Linked DNA regions of Hordeum vulgare: region 1 is linked to region 2. Evidence: chromatin contacts called from public Hi-C data. All regions are on one chromosome and are shown on one strand. The core of a region is the stretch at or near the end of the contact, and the rest is flanking DNA. Distances in the headings are between cores, read along the strand shown. Region 1 holds the start of LOC123447734 (type IV inositol polyphosphate 5-phosphatase 11). Region 2 holds the start of LOC123447730 (protein DETOXIFICATION 29-like).

The links. A called contact is a pair of places that touch in the nucleus more often than the background predicts.
Region 1: a contact with region 2 is called in a Hi-C map of leaf, with 6 times the contacts expected there. The contact joins the promoter of LOC123447734 here to the promoter of LOC123447730 in region 2. A contact is called at or near these places in 3 of 6 Hi-C or Micro-C datasets (all in leaf) and 1 of 1 datasets of contacts at active chromatin or transcription factors (embryo).

Annotation. Positions count from the first base shown.
Region 1 is chr4H:32,535,083-32,537,893 of MorexV3_pseudomolecules_assembly, forward strand. It overlaps LOC123447734 (type IV inositol polyphosphate 5-phosphatase 11), which reads right to left and starts at 1,254. Exons shown (of 8, transcript XM_045124380.1): 1 at 1,080-1,254; 2 at 817-970; 3 at 610-740; 4 at 440-516; 5 at 219-344; 6 at 1-53. The coding sequence starts at 1,105.
Region 2 is chr4H:32,388,384-32,391,409 of MorexV3_pseudomolecules_assembly, forward strand. It overlaps LOC123447730 (protein DETOXIFICATION 29-like), which reads left to right and starts at 1,563. Exons shown (of 8, transcript XM_045124373.1): 1 at 1,563-1,899. The coding sequence starts at 1,702.

The sequences.
Region 1 (2,811 bases), core at 4-2,503, 150 kb after region 2:
GTGCGAAATATGCCGGCATTCAGAGTTCCTCTTCTCCACCTTGCGTTCATGGGCTACACTTTAGTAAGACACCTTGTTAGTTATTTGTAACAACATTTTGAAGACAACAGTTAAATTACTGAATTATTGTTGCTTTCAGTATTTGCACTGAGGTTATAACACCCCACAATATTAGTGATACTAATAAGAAATGGGTTGACCGGAAGTTGTAAATCAACCTGCAAGATGGCAGGACACAAATACCATCTGGATCCCGCTGAAGTTTACATACATGGCCACAGCTCCTTTCTTCCTCCCAATTACGCCACCGCAGCCTCCAACTGCGTGTTCATCTACCTTCATTTCTGTCCAAATTCAGAATTTAAACATAACTTATTCAATCAGATTAGAAGTGCTCTTTCAACATCAAGAATACTCAACTATATAATAACAAGATCACCTTTGATGTACGCTTCTGAACTCTTTGCCCCGAAAAGGAACATCTGAATCGACTGCATGGCCTTCTGGCATAACAAGCTGAAATTTCGGCAACCATTGATGTGTTCCAGAATATGGTGAAAACATTCAGAATGTTCATAAAAGAAAAGGTTCGCCTTGAAGATTCCTCACATGTGTGTATCAGCCATGGCTTCTTGCAGAACTTGTTCGACGCCGCATTTCGGGACTTCTTGCAGCCCAACGACCAGCAAGTCGAACTTCCTGTTGGAGCTCACCAGCTTCCTTATGTCCTCCACAGACATCTTAAAAAAAACAGATATTAAACCAAAGGAATATGATTGAGCCATCAAGAAGAACACAGCCAAGAATACGACGCACCTTGCCGTTCATGTTCCATGTGATAATGCAGACACAGAGCACAGAGCCGGTGGTGAACTCACAGGCTTTCTGAATCCGGATCGTCTTGATGCCTTCATGAGTTCCATCCTCTTCAATGGAAACCATGCCATTGCTGTTCAGCTCACTGAATCTCCTGCGATCCCATTAGTATATACATGCATCAATCACATGGAAAGAAACTTTTAATAAGACTGGACATGTATATAACTTTTGTTATCTCAAACGGATAATATAATACTGACCATCTGAAGCTGCTGCAGTTGCCCATGTCTATGTTGGCTGAGCCCTTCTCTTCCAATTATCTTACAAGAAGAAGATTACAAAAGGGGACTTTTTATACAAGATCTGTTCCGAAAGTTCGACGTTTCTTCGCGGAAACCAAATTGATTAGATTTTGAGATGCTTCTGGTCATCACGTTTTCCTGGTCAGCAATTATTGTGCAAGTTTCAACATGGCAGTGGAGAGAAAAAGACAAGTGGAATGCCGAGGACCAACCACTTGGTTAACATGGATTGGGTAGTTAGGTGCTGGATATCTTTGATGCGACAACAAGATCGCGCTTGCCGTCGCATCGTTGCAAGGGCTGCTGCTGCACTCCACAAAGAGCGCACATGTGAAATAGACCAGGCACATAAAGAGGACCAGCGGAATTGCTGCCAAATAATGATGCTTGGAGACAATCAGGGCCACAGTTTTGCTTAGCAGCTAACTTGGTTGACCATGAGTTCTCTGATGGAGGAGTTCAATTGGGGAACATGCTGGACTTGCTGTGCTGCTGAAGTTTCACCATGGGAGCCTTGTGCATCACTGATCAGGAGGTAGGTATGTAGGCAGGAAAAACAACCGCCTTGTGAAAGCGATATCGCTCTCGTTTTATCTCGCGTATATTAAAAATGAGCAGAAATGCATTGCACTGTTTTTTTTGGGGGGGGGGGGGGGGTATCTTGTCCGGTTAATTTCGATTTTCAAAGCAACAGAAATGCATGTCAGAACAGGTTTCGCAGTAAAATCAGTAGCGCCCTCAATGAAGTTAAATCAGATGGACTACTGCAAGATGAAGACTGAAACTTTAGTATTGTGAATAGTATATATATATATGGGGATGGGAATTCGATGCTCTCGGTACCCGTGCACCCTATATGCGCCAAAAAAACTGGTAATTCAAAAAAAAATCACAAAAATATAAAACTTTTTTGGAATCAAACATCATCAAGTATTATATTCGTATAAAAAGTTTGGACAAGAAATGATTTTCAACGACTTAGGGACATGATAAGTTTACTAGCAAAAGGGTCCGTGCGTTGCAACGGGAGAAAAAAATACCACACGCTTTTAATCTTTTATAATCATTTTGGTTTATTAAAATAATAAGCTAACTAACTAATGTAGTCAGTCCTATCCTATTTTGTTGAGAAATCAACCCATCCATTGTTAATTCCACCATGATGAGAAATTGAGCGGGACAAGCAAAGCAAAACAAAGAGGCTACGTGAATTGATCAAGGGACTGTTATCTTATTTCACCATGGGGTAGAGAATGTGGGATGAGATGACAAACTGAAGGTGGTGTTCCATTCTCTCTCTCTACAACAATGCAATCTTACATTCAATACATTCATTCATCAACAAACAAATTCTCACAAAACAAAATTTCTTGCCGGTGCTTGGCACACGGTTGGAGGCATGGGGAGGGGATCTCACCAGATGATGAGTTCCTGCCGGAGGAGGGGATAAGATGAGGGGAGCAAGGGTTAGGCGCCTCTATCTGGCCATAAGGAGTCGCCGTTGTCGCGCCATAACCTCGGAGTTCCCCGTGTGAGCCATGGAGGTCCGCCTCCACCTGCAAGTACTTCGCTCCGCCACGCCTTATCCGCGCGCCGCCGCCGTTCTGCATCGAGCAGACGCATCATCCAAGTCGTTGTAGTTGTCGCGTTGATTTGATCCAGAAGCTGTGCTCGAGCGCCGAAACAGGGG
Region 2 (3,026 bases), core at 313-2,812:
TTCTAGTAACTCTCACTTTGTAGATGCATTGATGGGGTCGTCTCTATCTCCCAAATCCACATGTCTAGGTTTGTTCCAAAATTTTGCAATCCATAAACGTAGGGATTTGCCCCCAAAATGAAATGACATAAGAGTTCAAAACCAGACATGGGTGCATGTCAAATGAGGATAATTTAAAACCTCGGAATATGTATTCGAAAAGGAATGCTGAAATAAATTCTCTTCAGAGCTTCTGAAAAGTTTCTGTGTAAATGTAAAAGAATTTTGGATGGACAACCCTTTAAATATGATTTATTTAACAATGAATGCAATTAAAGTGCATCAAAGATCTATTAAAATGAGAAACTTTAACTTTATGAAATATCTTATATTTTTGAATACTTTTAAAATGATAATGGACTCAATAAAGACATCCAAAACAAAATGTTAGTTAGGTCCAACTTATAAGCACAACAACTTACATTCTCCGAATTTCATCGAGCTCCATGAAGTAATCGAAGTCATTCGAAATTAATGCAACTTTCCCATGATCACGATAGCGCGTGCCCCAAACTTCCGAGTTTAAATCCTCCTGCTAAGGCCCTGTTTGGAACCACTTAGATTGTATAATCCAGTTTTTATAATCTATTATGTTTCCAAACAGGACAGATTATGGTGTAGGTTATAAAAACTAGATGGACAGATTATTAAAAACTAATAATCTACTCTACCCCAGCTAAAATCAGATTATGAATTGCTAATGACCTATTACCCTTGTAAAGTTGGAGATAATTACATTCCTGTCACCGCCACCCTCCTCTTTTTAAAAACAAAATAGAAGGCACACAGGTCATTATGCGCTGTAAAGCCTGGATTACAGTTTATATAATCTGGCCTCCAAACATGCCCACCTAGATTATATTTATAAACCAGCAGATTATATAATCTATCTTCATAATCTAGATTATTATAATCTATTATGGTTCCAAACAGGGCCTAAGCATAAGCTATGATCAGCAAAGTCCAAAAGAAAATAAGAAACTCTCCTTTTTTTTCTACAACAAACATTGGTTAATTAGCGCGGTGTCAACTTTAAGAAACGCACCAAATATATAGGCTAGCGCATGCTATTCCGGGCAGCACCGGTTTCAAGTTTCCACCAATCTACCTACGCACTCCCCACCAAACACTGCAGGCTAGCAGCAGCTAGAACACGCTCGATGCTGCTATCGACACAAATCTTTTCCGCTAGCTGTTGAACACGCCGGTCATGATCCCATGATTGATGGGAATCCCCTGAAAATCAGAGCAAGTCAACAACACCGGTTGCCGTGTACCCACGTCCCATCCCAATCCACATCGCTCCACCCACAACCCGGACCGGAACCTGTGCTCCGTCAAACAATCGACGCATTAACAGCCGATCAATAGCTACTAAGTAAAGTAGGAGCGTAGCTAGCCACATCTGTGTGTGTATTGTGTACTCTCATGTGTGCAGACGCAGACGCGGTAGCATCGGCGGAGATAATAAAGCAGGCTTTGAAGGCATGGGCACGGAATATGCCCGGGCTCTGGAAGAAGCCTATAAATAACTCTGCGACTCCTCTCTCACATCCATCCGTCTTCCTCCTCTGCTCAACTCAAGAGCGCACGCCACAAAACACACTAGCTAGCTGGCCTGGCCTGATCTACCGGTGGCCGGACCGATCAGATTGTTTGTTGATGGGGAAGATGGTGGGCAAGAGCTGGCAGGAGTCGAGGCTGCTGTGGCACATCGCGTTCCCGGCCATCCTCACCGCCGTCTTCCAGTTCTCCATCGGCTTCGTCACCGTCGGCTTCGCGGGCCACATCGGCGAGGTCGAGCTCGCCGCCGTCACCGTCGTCCAGAACGTCATCGAGGGCTTCGCCTACGGCGTCCTGGTACGCACGCCCGCCGACCCCGCCCCGCGCCAACCCACTTGCACATATGCTAACGCGAAACCATTAACATTGCTGCTTTCATAGCTCATACTAGATGCTTCCATTCCATCTCTTGATTTGCACCGGTTAACCCGGCAAAATTCAGTCGCACGTACGGACGCAGCACGTCTAAGCACATGCCGTAACTCTTGATTAACTGGATTATCGATCATGTCTCGATCAATTCAGATCAGCTTTATAAGTAGTCAATTAGACTGCAGAATTTGCGAAGCACGTAGGTATACATTAAGAGGTCAGTACTCGTAATCAGGATGCATGAAGCGCAGCTAGCAGGTATATACAGCTGATTAATTAAGCTAGCGAGCAATGTGCCGTGGTAATGTAGGGTGGTTTGCACGTCCCCATCTTAGGTCAGCTCCCGTGCGTCGCAAAGTAACACCCGTGTTTGTTCCTTCCCTTGGAGTTGGAGACTTGGGTCAGCACTCAGCAGGACACCAGTAGAAACAAGGGTTTGATTGGTCTGGTCATGCGTATGACCTAAGGAATTATTAACAAAACATGCATGTCTCCCTGTGCGTGCTTGCTTAACCATAATAAAACTTGTAGTAATAAGAAGAAAAGCCTGCAATTGTGACGGATATTACGTACGTACCAGCTTACGCATGAAGAAGCTGGGGTTAGTAGTTAGTGATTGTTTAATTTTCAGTTTGCCTAGGGAGGCCGCATCGGGCTGGCTGGCTGGCTGGCCAACCATCGATCGATCAAGCTAAGGATTCGGTTGTGCAAACATGTGTACTCGCGTGCGCGTGCGCGTGTTTTCTAGCCCGGAATCGGGAAAAGCCAAGGGAAAGGGATCACATGCGGAAAAGCTTACCAATGGCACATGGTGAGCCATGCATGTGTGTCCGCACAGCTTTTTCTCAACAACACGATATGGATGCAGGCATTAATATAGATCGTGCATATATGCACTTATTTTTACGAACACATACTTATCCTACTATCCCTACAAGCATCTTTGAGAGACTAAACCTGCATATCATCATAAGATTGACGAAGTCATCACAAACACCTCGTAGTAGATCGAAACGTACGTATAAGTCTCTTACTATACGCACATAATAAAA